3 separate regions of the Sus scrofa genome follow, and all the other regions are linked to region 1. Evidence: chromatin contacts called from public Hi-C and promoter capture Hi-C data. All regions are on one chromosome and are shown on one strand. Each heading gives the region's core, a stretch centred on a gene start, on an enhancer-like site or on the middle of the called end of the contact. The rest is flanking DNA. Distances are from core to core; before and after follow the strand shown.

What was found. Promoter capture Hi-C pulls out the DNA fragments that hold promoters and counts their contacts. A called contact is a pair of places that touch in the nucleus more often than the background predicts.
Region 2: a Hi-C map of alveolar macrophages shows a contact between it and region 1, with 1.9 times the contacts expected there. The contact joins the promoter of MPV17 here to the promoter of ATRAID in region 1. A contact is called at or near these places in 1 of 5 promoter capture datasets (liver) and 3 of 47 Hi-C or Micro-C datasets (alveolar macrophages, epiblast stem cells and liver).
Region 3: a contact with region 1 is called in a promoter capture Hi-C map of liver, with 5 times the contacts expected there. The contact joins the promoter of KHK here to the promoter of ATRAID in region 1. A contact is called at or near these places in 2 of 5 promoter capture datasets (fetal skeletal muscle and liver), 7 of 47 Hi-C or Micro-C datasets (heart right ventricle, liver and skeletal muscle) and 2 of 2 datasets of contacts at active chromatin or transcription factors (alveolar macrophages and skeletal muscle).

Annotation. Positions count from the first base shown.
Region 1 is chr3:111,918,458-111,921,157 of Sscrofa11.1, forward strand. It overlaps ATRAID (all-trans retinoic acid-induced differentiation factor), which reads right to left and starts at 1,309. Exons shown (of 8, transcript XM_003125294.4): 1 at 1,052-1,309; 2 at 222-343. The coding sequence starts at 1,150. It overlaps SLC5A6 (sodium-dependent multivitamin transporter), which reads left to right and starts at 846. Exons shown (of 18, transcript XM_021087700.1): 1 at 846-890; 2 at 1,986-2,052.
Region 2 is chr3:111,821,680-111,824,391 of Sscrofa11.1, forward strand. It overlaps MPV17 (protein Mpv17), which reads left to right and starts at 1,396. Exons shown (of 8, transcript XM_021087692.1): 1 at 1,396-1,438; 2 at 1,922-1,996. The coding sequence starts at 1,927.
Region 3 is chr3:112,030,230-112,032,929 of Sscrofa11.1, forward strand. It overlaps KHK (ketohexokinase), which reads right to left and starts at 1,386. Exons shown (of 8, transcript XM_003125300.4): 1 at 717-1,386. The coding sequence starts at 808. EMILIN1 (EMILIN-1) reads right to left here. Exons shown (of 8, transcript XM_003125303.4): 8 at 1,681-2,429. The coding sequence ends at 2,101.

The sequences.
Region 1 (2,700 bases), core at 59-2,558:
AAAAGGCAAATATTACGACATTTACTCATTTCAACCAGGAAGCGCCACAGGGTAGTTTACTTAGCCAAAAATGCTATAACAGATTTAAAGTCTGAGACTCATAGTTTAGAGGCCTCCAAAATAGGTACCAATAGTTATCCTAAAAGCCAATCAGGCAAGCGTTGAAGAATCCAGTTTGGGAACTCTTTTCCAATATCCAGAGATGTCTTCTCCTTCCTCACCCCAGGATGGTGCCCTTCCCATTCAGGCAGCAGCGGCCTTGCAGCATTAGCTCTGGTGTCTGTTTACAATAAAGGGCCACTTCTGACAAATTTTGCACATCCCCTGGACACTGGATGCATATCTGCAGAAGAGATAAAACTATTAGGACTCCAGAAAGAAAAGCCAAGGGAAAAGAACAAAAACAAAAACAAAAACAAAACAGGGACCAAAAATTAACTGCCAGTCTAGAATTCCTCTAACTCAGGGCATAGACGTGTCCTACCTTTACGTCAGATTTACTAGAAGACAGCGTTTCTGGAGCCAGGTGCCAAAACAGGGCACCAGAGAATTTCTGTACCAGATCTCATCCAGGGAAGGACCTCATCTTTGAGAATTACTATTGGAACATATTTATTATGCCCTCTCCAATGACTTCTCAATCTGCCAGCCGCGATTTGACCGGGTATAAAAGGACTGCAGGTACACAAAGATCTCATCAAGCATAACAGAACGTACAGTCCAGCCACCGCAGGGTATACGGCGTTCGTGCGTCGTGATTTTGCAGAATAACCAGAGGACTTGTTGGTAGAAAGAAAAACTTAAAAGTTACTCAAACATTGAGGAGGGAGGAGGTCAAATTTCAAAGGTCTTTGGACATCGGCAGCGCGGAGGCGCTGGGAGACAGCAGCGTGAGTACTCCGGCGTGGAGCCGTGGAGCCGACTGGGTTACGCTAGGGAGGCCCCAGGGACGAAATCCGGGCTGCGGGCTGGCAGGGGAGAGGCCAAGAGGGGAGAGCCGAGGGCCGGCGAGCAACTCTGTTTCAACCCAGCCTCTAATTTGCTTCAGTACCTCGGGTAACGCCAAAGCCCTTGGCACGCTCAGAACGAGGAGCAGGGCTGCAGCCCGGGGCACCAAGCTCGAGGGACTGCGGAAACCGGGACGGGCCATTTTCTGCTCCCTCCGTCCTTCTCAGCTGATCGCGAGACTTGAGCGTGTGGCCCCGCCCCCACCGCCTCTGGCCCTTCCCGGGGGTGTGGCTAGTTGAGCGGTCCGTCGGCCCGGCCAGTCAGCCGGCTCGGCCAGTCCGCCGGCTGGGGGTTGCCGTAGCGCGCGGAGGCCAGCGCTCTTCTTTGTGGGCCTTCGTCCTCCTTTGGGGGGCCAGACCGCCCCTTCTTTTCCCTGTTACATGAAGGCTCTCCCCACGACCGCTCTCTCAGCCCCGCGTTCCTCCAGCCTGGACGCCGAGGTCGCGTCGCCGCAGCGCCTTGGGGCCGATTCTTCCGCCCTCAGTAAACATGGCGGCGCGGCGGGGGCGGGCAGGGGGCGGGACCCTGCTGTCACCCGGCCAGGCGCGGCGGGACCGGCCCGGACCCTCCTGCGGAGACCCGGCAGGTGGGCGGGACGAGGGCGGGCCGCAAGGGGCTGGGCCGGAGCATAGAGGCTCAGGAGAGTGGCGTAGGGAGGGGAGGGGCGGGAGAGAAGGGGCGGGATGAGTCGGCCCCGAGCGTGGTGGCCCGGGAAGATCGGAGGTGCCCCGGGCGAGGTGGTAGTGGTCCCGCCGCCTCGCCTGTGGAGGGGAGGAGAGAAGCTAGAAAGTAAAGAGGGTAAGGGAGATGGAGGAGCGAAGGGCTAAGGGCAAACCCCCTGGGAGGAGAGGAGCCTGGGGACACCCGAGGCACGCTTTTTCACCTCCGTCCTGAAACCACGCGGTGTCTGGTGCCCTGGCAGGGAGATAGGGGAAGGCGAGATGCTTCCCTAATTCCTCATCTTCTTTGTTTGCCAGAAAAAAAGAGTGATGCAGAACTCGGGAAGAACCACGGGACCTTCTTAGCCTTGGCTGGGCGGCGGAGGTAAGGGTAAGACGAGTGCTGTACCTGGTTGGCCCTGGGGCCTTGACTGAAGGGCACCGAGAGTGAGAGCGAGCCGTGTGCTGGGAGGGACTGAGTGTTGGCTTTGGTTAGGGCCATCAGGAGTTCATCAAAGCTAACCAACGCTTATCTTAAGGAGCCAGGCTTCCCTTCCACCTAGCCCCAGGTGTCAGGAAGCTTCTGAAAGGATTTCCTCTCAGAGGGCTGGCACATTTTCTAAGGCTTTTGTAGTTACTAGGATTTTAATGAGGACCCTAAAGCTTTTCAGACCTTGAAGAATTCTAGGCACGAGGTCAAATTTTGAAGCCCTAGGAAGGTTGGTCCCAAAGTGGCCCCTTTGCCTTTTGTAGGAGTCAAAGCCATCCAGTTTGTGACCAGGGGGGGGGGGGGCATGGTTAAGGTGGTGAAAATTGAGTCTCTTTCTCGTCTGTGTATGTTAGACTTTTTAAAAGGGTCCCACAGGCAGCTTCTTGTGCCCTATGTGCCAGTTTTAGTGGAAAAACCCGTCTCTTCCTTTTGGCTTCCCTTCTCTTTCTTCAGCCATCTAAGAGTGTTCTCTGTATCTCATGCAAATAGAATTCTCAGGAAGCCCTGCCGCTTTACCCCAACAGTGGAGGATCTCCGTTTCTG
Region 2 (2,712 bases), core at 146-2,645, 97 kb before region 1:
ATACTTTAGCACATGTTACTTAATTGAATTCTATGAGGCTGGTATTGCCCCCATTTTACTTGCTAAGATTCTGAGAGGTTAAAGCAGCCTGAGTAAGTTTACATGACTACTGAGTGGTGCTGCAGGGGTTTGAACCTAGACCGTCTGACTTCAGAATACAACTTTCCAATTTAGCACATTTGGTCTCCTTAGCACATTTATCTCCTAGTGTAAGTTCACTCCTCTGGTACGGTGTTTTGCATATAGAAACCTTTAGTTAAATGTTTGTGACATGACCTCTCTTGTTTCCTCACTGTGTTTTTCCAGTGTCTGTAAAAGGATTTCCCCTGCCTTAATCATACAGGAATGAAAATAAATTGGGGCTGGAGAGAGCCAGGTAAAGAGCCTGAAAGAGTCAGATGAAAAACAACAACACCACACACACAATAATGAAAAACAAACAAAAAAGATACGGCTGCCTCCTGAAGTGGGCTCCCTGAAAATGATTAACAGGGGCTGCCAGCCTGACAAATCTGCCAGAGATCTTCTAAATCTCCACTTTTCTAGAAAGGATGTTGCGCTAGGTTCACAAAATTATAGAACGATAGAGCTGAAACAGATTAGGAAATTACCTAATCTGTTGGTTTACAAACACCTAGTTGTGAACCCCTTTAACTGTGTTTTTTTTCTAGAGGTATACAGATATTTTTTAAAAGTTGAGGTAAAGAAGGCCCTGTGATACTCTACTCCCCAAACACCTAACCCCCTCCCCAAACTGAGGAGCCCAGTTCAAAAAACAGTCCAAATCCCTCATTTCACAGATGAGGAACCTAAATTCAAGTCTAGTGATGACCAAGGCTGCAAGCCCTCTAGTTTTGAAGCCAGTACCCAAACCTTCTGAGGTTCTCTAATCCCAGTGCTTTCCACGGAGAAGTCATCTTTGCGCAGCATTTCAAGAGGCCATTATAAACAAAACGCTGAACTAGCTGCTGTGAGGACGATATATTTGAACAAGACCCAGTTCCACCTATTCAGGAGCTCGCAATTGAGGCTAGTGAAGAACTTGGAGACATTTTTTAAAAGTTAACACACACGCACGCATTTAACTGTGGCTAATGCTTTCCAAACTACGATTCCTGAGCCCGGGAAGGAGGTCAGGACCTTGGCCAGTTCCGGGATGCGGGAACAGTGAGGGTCTGCCCAGGTTAAGAGGCCCCGGCCCCGGGGAGAGAAGGAGCAGAAGAGGCGGGGGTCGGACGCAGGTGGGAAGTATGGCAGGCGGGCCCCGCACCAAAACCCGGAGCAGACCGAGCCGCGCCGCTCACCGCGGGCTTAGTGGCTCAGTCCACTCCCATTCCGGCCGTGGCTGCCGAAGGAAGCCGAGCGGAAGGGGCGAGACTTGGGGCGGAAGTACCGCCTCCCGCTCAGGTCACGTGGCAGGGATTGCGCTCCCGCCCAGGTGAGTAGCTGGGGATCCACAGTCACAGTCTCAAAGCGCCGCGCGCCCGGAGTGCCCGCAGGGCGTGGGGCAGTTCCAAGCCCAGGGAGCCACCCTATTTCCGGTGTGGATTTGGGCTCTGGAAGGATGCGGGCCGGTTCCAACTAAGAGTCTGAATCTGGGGACCGAGCAGGCTGTGGGGAGAAAGCCAGAGCAGACCCGCCCTCTTGTGTGTCTCAGTCGGGACGAAGGCCCCCAGATAGCCCTGCTTCACGGCTGGGGGTAGGGTGGCGGGTGGCAGCCCCCGGGATTCCATAGCTGCCCACAGCCTTCCTCTCTTACCCGACCTCTAAGGCGACCCCTGTGACAGGAAGCTGTCCAGAAGCCGCTACCCCTGTAGAGGCGGGAGGGGGAGAGGGAGTGGGCAGAAGGTAAAGACAAGCGTCTTTTTAACTGTGGGAAGGGACAGTGGGAGTGACCTCCCCTCTCTTCTCGGCTTGACAGGAAGCATGGCACTTTGGCGGGCATACCAGAGGGCTCTGACTGCTCACCCATGGAAAGTACAGGTCTTGACTGCTGGTGAGTGTCCCCGTGGGACCTGGTGGTACCACAGCAAATGATTTGGGAGGCAGAAGTCCCTCCACCACAGCCCTCTTGAAGGATTGGCTCTCACCCCAGTCTATTTTAGAGGGGTGTCCCCAGGCTGTTCTTAAGGAAAGGGGTGTGCATAGGTAGCCTAGCTGTAAAGTAAGATCTGAAAGTTCTTAAAAACCTAAGGAGTCATCCCTTTAGGATAAAAGCATTGCCCAGGAAGCCTTAACTTAGAAATGAACAATAACAAAGACTCCTTTAACATTTTACAGTGTGCAAAAAGACTTTCAACACACATTATCTCAGAGGGTCCCACAAAGGTGTGTGGGCTAAGATAACTTGGGTCCGCATTCGATCACACACCTAATAAGTGCTGGAATCATACTCTTACACAGATTATTTTTCTTAGCATTGTTTTTATTGGGGAATATATCCTAACACACAAAAGAATGATTAGATATGTATGCACCACTTAAATAACATTACACTGAATACTCCTCTATCGAGACCCCTGGAGCGCCTGTCCCTAATTCATGCACCTCAAGAGAAAACCACTTTCTTGAGTTTCACTTACATCACTCTTTTGCTTTTCTTGTAGTTTTACTACCTATGGCCATGTCCCCAAACAATATACTAATCAAGGACTTATTTTTACTCTAAATCCAGTGATTGCGTGTCAACCTCACAAAGGTAACCCTTTGATT
Region 3 (2,700 bases), core at 136-2,635, 110 kb after region 1:
CAGCAAGCTCTGAGCTACAGTGAAGCTCAAACATCATGGTTTCAAATGCTCTTGAACAGTCTAACTGCATATCTTCTTGGAAGTGACCTCGATTTTCTTTTTTTTTTTTTAAAGAAACAGATGAGCTCTCTATGTGGTAAATATATTAGAAGTCAGTGCCGGTGAGAGGCGGGCATATAGGTCTTGCTATTAAAAAGGAAAAAACTGGAGTTCCGGTCGTGGCTCATCCTCATGGAAACTAGTACAGCTGAGCCACAACCGGCACATCCCTGGCCTCCCTCGGTGGGTTAAGGATCCGACGTTGCCATGAGCTGCGGTGTGGGTCTCAGACGCAGCTCGGATCCAGCATTGTTATGGCTGTGCTGTAAGGCCACCCCTAGCCTGGGAACTTCCATATGCCGCAGGTAAGGCCCTAAAAAAGACCAAAAAAAAAGGAAAACACAAAGAAACTGGCCCTGCATGCACCTTCTTAGCTGCTTGCCCTCGCATAAGTCACTGCGACTCTCGGGGTCTCTATTTGCTTACTCGGTAAAATGAGGACAATGATGTCTGACCCGGTCCCAGGGTGGAAATGGGAACCGGCGAACACAATGCACTCAAGGCCACAGGCAGAGGGCACGGGGCCCCGGCTCCGCAGCCCCGTATTCTTGGTCGCCGGGCACAAGGCGGCGGCGGCAGCGGTCCCTGAGGTTTCCGAGAGGCCCGGGCATCCCTACCTGCTGTCCGTGTCCTCCTCCGGGTACTTGTCCACCACATTGATGATGTCCAGCACCACTAGCCCCACGCACAGGATCTGCTTCTCTTCCATGAGGCCGCTCCCGGAGCTTTCTCGGCTGGCCCGGCTGACGGGCTTCCTCCCGGGCTCGGCCTCTTATCTTGGAGGATCGTGTCCCGCTCGCAGGGGCTGTCCTGGCTCCTCCTCCGCGTCCTGAGCTCCTCCTCCAGGGAGTCTCCTCCGGCGGCGAGGGGTGCAGTGGGGTGCAGGGGACGGAGCCGGGCTCCTGCCCCCCACACCCACCGACCCCAGCGGGCCTGGGAGCGCAGACCCCGAGGTCTTGGTCCCCGGCTTTCGCTCAGCAGGCTGCGCGGCCCAGGAGATGGCTCCGCTTCCCACTTCTCGCCCTCAGTTTCCTCATTTGTCCGACGGACTCCGACTACCGCAAATCTCTCTAAAGCGCGGCTGGGCACCCTCTTGAATGCCAAGACAAAGTGGCAGCAGAAAGGCATCCCTTGCCCTGCCTCCCAGCACCTAGACGGGCGGCGTGAAGCAGGGCCTCGCAGCTACGGCCCGAGCCGGGCATCCCGAGCCGCCGCGGCTTGCGCTGTCCCGGCAGCCCCGCCCCCGAGCCTCGGCCAATCCCAGCGCGAGTCTAGCCTCCGTGGTGGAGCAGCGAGGGCCCGCGAGGTGAGCGGCGGCGGTCACGTGACGGCAGGCCCGCCTAGCGGCGCCGCGGTCCCGGCTTCCAGCGCCCTCTGGCGGACGCCCGCAGCAAGGGCGCGACCAGGAGGCAGGCCCCGCTGCGGCTCCAAGGGGGCGGGAGCCCTTCTGGCCCGCGCGTCCGGAGCAAGGGCTGGCAGAGCCACCCAGGCAGAGCGCAGAGCTCAAGCGGGGTCCGGGGTCCCAGGCTCTCTCGCCCCGTCCCCTGTGTACGCCTGTCTACGCTTGAACACACGCTGGAGTAAACGGCCTTTTTTTGTTGTATTTTGTTTTTTTTAGAAAAACCAAATGTCTTTATTCCTGAATAGTTTAGTATGGCGGTGGGGTCCCGAGGCCCCTCGAGAGAGAGCCCTGGAGCCCAGGGACTCGGTCTAGAGGCCAGCTGGGGGAGCAAAGGGTGCGAGGATTGGCTCCTCCGCAGTCCGGGTCTTGCAGGGGACGGCGATCAGTCCGAAAGTCTGAACGAGGGAACCCGAGTCCCCGACCCGGCGCGCTCCGACCGTGGGAAGGAGGCTGCTCCGGGCGCCTGTGCCGCGGCGGGTACGGAAACGGCGGCTCGCCCGGAGTCAGCGCCCAGTCCCAGGCGAGACCCGGCGAGCCCGCCGCCCCCGCTGGCTCTTTGGCGGGCGGTAGCCGGCGGCCCAGCCCCCTGTCTACACCTGTTACAGCTCCTGGTCCTCGTAGAGCAGGGCTCCGCTGAAGATGGTGAGCGGCTCCTCCGAGTGCGCCAGCTGCCCCATGACCAGGTCGATGCAGACCGTATCCCCGGCCTGCAGCGGCAGGATAAGGCTGAAGACGCCTAGGGCGCCCGGGCTGGGCTGGCTCTCGGCCACCGGCTTATTCTCCAGGCCCTCAGGCTCGTAGCCACCGGAGTCTATGCGGGCCACACCCAGGTTGGAGCGCGACAGCACGGCCTCCACTTTCTCGTGCCGATGCCCAGTCAGCACCGCACTCAGCAAGTAGCGTCCAGCCAGAGGGGCGGTGAACACGCCTGGGGACAACGGTGGCAGTCAGGAGGGAGACAGGTGGCAGGGGCCAGGAAGGTGTCTGGGAGCCCATCCAGAGCTCCTAGACTAGGGAGGGGCCCACTGGGAGCTTTGCCTCCCTTCTGCGAGAATGTAAGCTCCACAACAGCGGGGAAATGGGTGCTTTGTTCATTTCTGAATCGCCAGCATTTAAAACAGTGCCTGGGCAAGAGCAGGCCGCCCATAAAGAGCTGTGGGAAGATGGGCTCTTCCCTTCCCACCCCAGTCCTCAGCCCT